Linked DNA regions of Rattus norvegicus: all the other regions are linked to region 2. A link is a contact called in public Hi-C data. All regions are on one chromosome and are shown on one strand. The core of a region is the stretch at or near the end of the contact, and the rest is flanking DNA. Distances in the headings are between cores, read along the strand shown. Region 1 holds the start of Lpar1 (lysophosphatidic acid receptor 1). Region 2 has its middle 110 kb from the start of 4930522L14Rikl. Region 3 has its middle 19 kb from the start of Musk.

Evidence for each region. Hi-C and Micro-C count contacts between places; a contact is called where the count stands out from the background.
Region 1: a Hi-C map of psoas muscle shows a contact between it and region 2, with 1.8 times the contacts expected there. The contact joins the promoter of Lpar1 here to the enhancer-like site in region 2. A contact is called at or near these places in 4 of 12 Hi-C or Micro-C datasets (the A7r5 cell line, the Rat2 cell line, Schwann cells and 1 more).
Region 3: a Hi-C map of the Rat2 cell line shows a contact between it and region 2, with 12 times the contacts expected there. The contact joins two enhancer-like sites. A contact is called at or near these places in 5 of 12 Hi-C or Micro-C datasets (the A7r5 cell line, the Rat2 cell line, Schwann cells and 2 more).

The regions. Positions count from the first base shown.
Region 1 is chr5:78,140,783-78,143,482 of GRCr8, reverse strand. It overlaps Lpar1 (lysophosphatidic acid receptor 1), which reads left to right and starts at 1,295. Exons shown (of 4, transcript NM_053936.4): 1 at 1,295-1,416.
Region 2 is chr5:77,991,805-77,994,504 of GRCr8, reverse strand. No RefSeq gene overlaps it. Among named protein-coding and RNA genes, the nearest start is that of 4930522L14Rikl, 110 kb to the right of the region's middle. Within about 2 kb of position 1,389, at least 43 of the 93 cell types and tissues checked have an H3K27ac peak or open chromatin away from gene starts, as enhancers often do. A contact at or near this core is called in the A7r5 cell line and Schwann cells, where this site is marked.
Region 3 is chr5:77,833,693-77,836,392 of GRCr8, reverse strand. No RefSeq gene overlaps it. Among named protein-coding and RNA genes, the nearest start is that of Musk, 19 kb to the left of the region's middle. Within about 2 kb of position 1,427, at least 36 of the 93 cell types and tissues checked have an H3K27ac peak or open chromatin away from gene starts, as enhancers often do. A contact at or near this core is called in Schwann cells, where this site is marked.

The DNA of each region.
Region 1 (2,700 bases), core at 46-2,545, 150 kb before region 2:
AGGACTTTGCAGTGGATTGAAGTAGAAAATTCTGATGACTCCAGAAACCCTGCGGGCCTGGAGTGGAGCAGGTGGGTGACCTGGCATGGCTGGAGGGTCCTCTCTGTGTGTCCCTATCTTCTACTGACTGATGTTAAGGCTTCTGAGCTGGTATTCTCCAGAACACGATTCTTAGGTCCTGCTCCCGCCCACACCTCCAGGTGTGCCTTCCCCGCCCTTAATTACCCTCTGAAAATCATAGTTTGCCCTTGGAAAGTTACACTCCTAGAGGAAGAGAAGTTTATAATCATAGCTCTAGGGGCACAAAGGCACACTCGCTTTGATTTGCAGTTGCAGAGATGCGGGAATTCATAGACCCTCTTAGCACAAAGTCAACCATTTCTTTTCTATGACCTGAAGTACAGGGCCGTGCTGGTTGAAACTTCGTGTTGTCTGAAAAAGTTAAAGAAACTCAACTCGGAGGAGGCCATACACCAAGCGCCCCTCCCCCCTTTTCTTTTCTTGTTTTTCCTAGGTTCTGTGATGGTTTCCAGGGCTTTTCAAATGAGGAGGGAAAAGCAACAAAATGAAAATGCACGGTGCAGGGAGTCCACTAAAGCTCTGCCAGAGGCCGGGTTCTAAGGTGAGCACAGGAGGGGGCAGGGGTGACAGAGGTGGGTGTGTCTGATGTGGCGGGTAGAGAGAGCGCCGGGAAGGGACTGAATGGAAAGCTTAGGCTCCCCTCACCACTCCCCCCTCCCCGACCTGCAGCAGCGCGGGAAATTCTGTGAATGACTGGGGGAGGGGACCACCGGAGGCAGTGTCGCTGTGGGTGCCACGCAGGTAAGGAGAGAAGAGCGGCTTGGGAGGAAAAGGCGCTTGGGGGTGCGGGCATGACTCGTGCTCTGTGGATGTGGCAGAAAGCGCCAGAAGGCGGAGAGGCAAGGAAGCTGGCACCCGTGCCTCTTCTGCCGCCTGCCTGCTCCTTGAGCCGGGGAAGTTGGGACTGGGCGGCAGTGACGCCCGGAGAACTGTGACTCTTGTCCTCCAGCACAGTGCTGCCCTCCGTAGGCTCCGGGTTGTGCTGGGGTGAGGCTTGGGTTGGGCTGGCCTGGGTGGGGGCTGCGGGAACTGCAGAGCTGGACCTTGCAGGTAAAGGCACGGGCAGCCGGGTGTCCCTCGCCGCGGGTGGCGACCGTCCCGCCTCCCTGCGGCGCGATCGGCTTGCACTGTCCCACCACCCGCGGCTTTGTAGCCGTGCGCGTGAGCGCCAGTGAGTGCGCGCGCCCGCGGGCCCGGAGTGGGTGGGTGTGCGCGCGTGTGTGAGGCCGCCTGCAGGAGGCGAGGCTGCCCTGGCCTCCCGCACCAGCCGGTGGAACCCAGCCCGGGAGGGAAGTCGCCGCAGCCGCCCCGGCGGCTCTCCTGCCCTTTGGCCAGGTCAGTGCGCCCCAGGGTCCGTCCGAGTGACACGTAGGTGGCCTCCGGTTGCTTACCTGGGTCGGGTTGGGGACGCGAGAGGGCTGGCGAGGGACTCCCCAAGTTTCTTGGTGTCGCGCCCCGGAGGACTTAGATGGTCCGGGTGTCCGCGCGTCCCGCGCTCAGCTCACTGCTCACCAGTGACTTTGTCGTCCCTTGAGTCTAAGGAATTTAAACTTAAGTTTCCTTGTAGCCGCCCGAGGCTTAGCCTGTACCTGGGAAATGCAAGGCAGGGGAGGGACCTGACTTTGCTTGGATGGGTTGATCGGTCATTTTTTGCTGCTGAAGGGAGAGTTTACTGTGGATGGTTTTAAACTTTAGACTTGTTTTCTTTGCTGCCATTTGGCCTTTGGTGTGAGGTATCCAGGGCTTGTTGCTACCTCCGGGCTGAGGCCCTAGACTCTCTCTTTTCTTAGTTCTTTCTTCCTCTTCTCCCGCCTTCTTTCTTCCTTCTGCCTGTGTTTCTTCTTCTTCTTCTTCTTCTTCTTCTTCTTCTTCTTCTTCTTCTTCTTCTTCTTCTTCTTCTTCTTCTTCTTCTTCTTCTTCTTCTTCTCCTTCTTCTTCTTCTCCTTCTTCTTTTTTTCTTTTTATTTGAAACCTACGGAGCTTTCTTCCATGTGGGTTTCCAGCGAGTGCTGGCTTGTGAAAAGTTTCACTCTTAAGCTGTACTTGAATCTATACCTCTTAAGCGCTACCTTATATCTACATCGTCATCGATACAAATTGCTAACTGCGACTGGAAGAAGGTAGCTAATTATTAAAGCAGGATCCTCTACTCTTTTCGGCAGTGCTGCGTGTTTATCCTTTGTGTGTCCTTTGCTCACCTAACATGACTGTGAAGTCCTGGTTTCAAACCCTTAGAAAATGGAAGAACACAGTCTCTTGTCAGATGGAATGAATACCAAGGAAGAGGGATCAACAATACGCTTAAGGCTCCGTGCACCACAGCCAGCTGCATTAACACACAGATGTAATAGCATCTAGTTTTTGCCCTGGGTTCTCCAGATGCAGCATCATGAATAATAATAACCTCCAGGGCTCTAAGTATATGAAAACGGTATTTTAAAACATTCTATATTATTTTACCTTGTCTTTGGTCATGAGTGTGAATTTGAGAGAGGAAAAATGTAGAAAGAGAGGGAAGCAGTTTGGGGCAGAAAGACTGAGAAGTGTGCCTGCAGAACTGGGCCTCCACATCAGAGCCTCCTTGTATACAGCGTCCCCTAGCGGTGAAACCAGAACGGG
Region 2 (2,700 bases), core at 140-2,639:
TTGTTTTGCTCTCTCTGAAACATAGAAAAGTTGGTTTTTCTGCCACTTCTGTCTTTTTAGGGGTGGGGGATGTGAGGTAAGATATAACACGGTGTGAAAGCTGTTCTAGAAGAAAGTATAGAAACATCTCTGGCTTTAGGCAGGGAAAAGGGGTATTTTGTGAGGTGCATGCTTCTACGCAATCAGAAAATCCCTATCCCTCTGGTTACTTCTTACCGAGGATAACACAGCGATAGCCATCAGCTTGTCAGCATGCTGGTGGTCTGAAGGTCGAAGTCTGAGGTCAGAACATGTCTCTGGGCTTGGGAAATAGCTCAGTCAGCTGGGTGCTTGCCTAACAAACATAGACACCAATTTGATACCCAGACCCCATGTTTAAAAAGCTGGGTGTGGGCTTGAGAGATGGCTCAGTGGTTAAGAGCACTGATTGCTCTTCCAGAGGTCCTGTGTTCAAATTCTAGCAACCACATGGCGGCTCACAACCATCTGTAATGAGATCTAGTGCCCTCTTCTGGTGTGTCTGAAGACAGCTACAGTGTACTTATATATAATAAATAAATAAATCTTAAAAAAAAAAAGCTGGACATGTCCGAACATTTTTAAATCCAAGGGTTTGGCAGGCCAAGACAGGTGGATCCCAGAAGTTTGCCAGCCAACCAGTTTACTGGACTGGAGAGTTTCAGGCCTGTGAGAGATTTCAGGAAGAAATACCTGAGATTGTGTCTGACTCCCACCTGCAGAGACATTCACAGCCCCCCTACACACACACACACACACACACACACACACACACACACACACACACACACACACGGGTGTGCGCACAGCTCTCATTCTTTCCGAAGCTTTCCAGAGACCATTAACAGTTCTGGTTTTTCAGTTGCACAGAATTTAGAGACACAAACCACCCTCCCTTTTCAAAACTGAGCTCTGTCTAGTAGCCCTTCTCCCCTTTTCTCCAAGTGGGAAAAGTTTTGTAGTGCTGGTGACTTTGGAGAGAGAATTTGCTGGTTAACAAGTTGGAAGATAAATCGCTTTATTCTTTCAAGGAGCATTCTTCCACATATGTCGGCTTTGGCGATGCTGTGGGCAAATACTCAGCTCACAAGCTGTTGATCTTCTCAGATGCTTGTCAGCCGCTGGTCCCCAGCCAAGCACTGAATCATCTACAAGTGCTGCCAGGGCCTTTTCTATGTGATTCCCCAACACATGCCCACCCCTCCCCATTTCTGGAGACTTCTATTCCTCCTGAATATCCCTGTCTGGGAAAGATTATCTTGGCAAAGAAGCATGGATATTGGGAAATTAGAGAGGCAGCTTCTCTGTCGCCAAGCAGAGGTGGTGCCTTGCTAAATCTGGGCGGGAGCAGTGGGGAGCTTGGAGAGCCTCAGTCTGTGAGCTCATTCCTTTCCTTAGATGACTTTAGCCCCATAAGGCAGGGAAGGATATGTGAGAGGCCAGTACTCAAGCTGATCAGTCTTTTCTGACACAGCCTTTGGAACTACCCTGAGATTCAAAAAAATAAGAATGCATGGTGTTGGGAGCACTAAACGAACAGTGTTACCACCTTAGAATTACTCTTTGTGTGTGTGTGTGTGTGTGTGTGTGTGTGTGTGTGTGTGTGTGTGTGTCTACCATGGCTAGAGATAAGAAGAAAATCTTTAGGTATTTATCTCCTCTCACCTTGTCCATTCTGGGGATCAAACTTAGGTCACCAGGCTTGGTGATAAGCATCTTTACCCCTGTCTTAGTCAGGGTTCTTTAGAGTCACAGAACATATGGGTAGTCTTTATATAGCAAGGGAATTGGTTGATGACTTACAGTCTGTAGCCCCAACAATGGTCAGCAGCAGCTGTGAATGGAAGTCCAAGGATCTAGCAGTTGCTCAGTACCACAAGGCAGGCAATCTTCCGTCTTCCAATGTCCTTATGTAGGTCTCCAGTAGAAGGTGTGTCCCAGATTAAAGGTGTGTACCACCATGTCTGGATCTGGGACTTGCTTTGTCTCAGATGACCTTAAACTCAGAGATCTCCTTGCCTTAGTCTTCTGGGATTCATATGCTTCTCCATCCCAAGATCCAGGCCAGAAACTTGTATCTCCCAGCCTCAAGATCAAGATCACAGTTGAGCCTTCCAATTCTAGATTGTAGTTCATTCCAGATATAGCCAAGTTGACAACTAGGAACAGCCACTACACCTCCTGAGCCATCTTGCCAACCCAGCCCAAAGAATTTGCATGCAACTTGGGTTTGTTGATATATAAAATAGGCACAAACACCAGTCATTTCCTGGTACACTTCCTTTAAAGCAGCTTTTGGAGTATGTCTAATTTTATCATTTATTTAAAAATGAAAGCAATTTTCATGTTAATGAGATGAATGGGCCTGTTTATTTTTACACTGTTAAATCATGGATAAACATCTGATACTGCAGGATGGGGAACATCCTAAACATTTTTCAGAGTTTATTAATATTTCATAATTGTCAATTGCTTAGCATGCATTTTGGCAATTTATCCTACCAATCCTATTTACAATCATTCCCCAAACCAACACATTCATTCTTTTTAAATTTATATATTAAACAAATACTGCTCACCTGCCCAATGAAAGGCACTGTTGTGGATGCCAGAAAAACATTAGTGAATGAGACAGTCAAGGTCGATTTCCTTCTAGTAGAGAGAACTAACAATGTTCACGGA
Region 3 (2,700 bases), core at 178-2,677, 160 kb after region 2:
TCACATGCCGTGACTGCCCACTCCCACATCCCTTTGCATGCCTCATGGGTCAGCTGAGACCTCATTAGATCAGCTCAGGAGTGGGACACTTGCCACTTCTGGGTTCAATCTCCAACAACAACAACAACAACAACAACAACAACAACAACAACAACAAATTAGAAAAAAGCAGAAACAAGTCTTTAATTATGTGTAAATAAGCAAACAAAAATCTAGTTTCCAATGCAGACACTCACCACTGCTATACTGTGTGTGTGTGCATGTGCACACACATGCATACACACACACACACACACACACACACACACACACACACACACACATTTTCTTCGCTACTAATCTCCAGACCCTTCGCCCTTCCATTTTCAAGACCTGCTTTGGCATCAAGACCCTGTCTCTCGTTAATGATGCTGAGGCTTCCAGTTTCTACTTCCTTGGGAACTAAAGCATATCACATGATCACGTGACCAGGGTGAGCCAGAAAGATTCTTCATGCAAAAGCAAAACAAAGTGTTGCTTTAGGGGTTCATTCATTGTGGTGAGTGGCAGCAGCAGAGTCTGGGGAAATGGCCATGGTGACAGGAAGTCAGGGAGCCCAGTGGCTCCTGGACCACTTTCTTGTTTTTCGCGCATACTTCTAGTTTACATATTTAGGCTTGTGGTTGATTTCTTGCGCTTCGCACTCTTCTAGAAAATTCTTCAGAGCTGGTGTTGGTTGTTGCCGGTGAGAGTTGCGGGTCGTTTTGGGATTTTTGTTTGTTTTAAGCTCTACCCGATGCATCAGGTGCCATTCTACAGATAGAATTTTCATAGGCATAGAAAGTTGTTGTTATAACTCCTGAAGGCCCAGCACTGGGTTCTGCTCAAAGTGAAGCTCAAGTGATTGGCATTTAGCTAACATGTATTATTTATATGTACGCCATGTATTGTGCCCACTCATTGGTCACAGATGATCTCCCAACAGCCTCCTTGGCATCACCCACGTTCTGCGTTCGTGACTGATCCTTCACCCTCCTGACAGAAATCTGTCATGGCTTACCTACTGGGCCTTGCACTCCATCTCACAGCTGAACCAAGTTTAGAAGGTGACCTATTTAAATGCTCGGTGCAAGCAGGCTTTGGTTCTACCGTTGAACGTAAGTCAGTTGTAGCTTGCACATGTGGGTGTCACGTGGCCTTAGTCAGACCCTGTCAGGGCTCAAAGAGGGTCACGCTTGATTTACGTGTTCTTGATAGCACTTAACTTTTTACTTGGATTTAGAGATGGCTCTACACACATCAATCAAGGGAGCTGTTTTAAAGTCTTTCTTCTCAGCTGTCCCCGGTGCCAGATTGTCTAACAAATAGAGGGATAGACAGATGTAATTTGTGGCTTGCGGAGACAATTCTGTGTCATGCAGCAGGCCAGCTGGTGGCACAACCCACAGCGCAGTCCATGCCTGACTCACAGGCAGTAAGCAGGCTTCTATTCTAACTCATACCCAGATGGACGTTCAACTCCCCCACACGTCAAGTAATGAAGGTTTGCTGCAGAAAATCAACTTAAACATTTGTTTAAAAGTTGACAGCTGAACTTGGCCTTGTACCCTAACATGCTTTTGCATAGCACGCTGTTCTTACTGGATTAAAAAATCAACGTCCATGATAACTTGCAAAACAGAACGGGCAAAATAATAAGCAGGATATGTGATATCTGTACCAGGCACACATAAACAGACATTCCGGTCCCAAGTAGGTCAATAGGATTACAGTGCTCCTCTCATGAGAATAACCAGGACTTGTATGCAAATCAAGCTCATACATAAACATCAGGAATGAGAGAGCCCTGTTTTCTAACAGAATTTAACGGTAAATATTTGTCACGGGGCTTACAACTGGCTACTAACTACAGTGCACAAGAAAGCTTATTTAGAGTAATATTTTAAAAGAAAGGAAAAAGACTGTATAACACAAAGAACAAAGGGTAGGAAAACTATAGAGCGACAGGAAATCTCTTTCTCAGGGCCCAGAAAGCAGCAAAAACTAAATCTAGATATGGAAATGAGGTTAGGGTTGGTGCACTTTGGTATATGAAGCCCAATTAACAGCTACTTCTGTGACAAAGAGCCTGGCCCTGACCAACTACTAGTGATAAATGCCTTATTTCTGATGTTCTTTAGCTTCATCTTGACAATGGAGCTAAATCGAAAGCACTAATAGCCCCCAGTCTTCCCAGCAGGCCCTTGGTGCCTGCGCACTCAACGACCTCCCAGCATGATTGTCAGGGTCTAGTACAACCTGAAGCCTTGGCCTTATCCAGATGTGTCACAGTTTTGTTAGCAACATCTGGGTCCCTAGGACATCCTACTGGGTAACCGGGAAATTTGGGTAGGAATGGGTTGGTAACCTTCATACTTTATAAAATCAGGACGGCTGCTAAAAGAAGCGAAGCTCTCAGCCAACCATTGAACTGGGAACAGGGTCCCCATTGGAGGAATTAGAGAAAGGACTGAAGGAGTTGAAGGGACTTACAACCCCATAAGAACAACAATATCAACCAACCAGAGCTCCCAGGGACTAAACCACTACTCAAAGAGTACACATGGAGACACCCATGGCTCTAGGTGCATATGTAGCAGAGGATGGCCTTGTTGGGCACCAATGGGAGGAGAAGCCCTTGCTCCTGCCAAGGCTTGATGCCCCCAGTGTAGGGGAATGTCA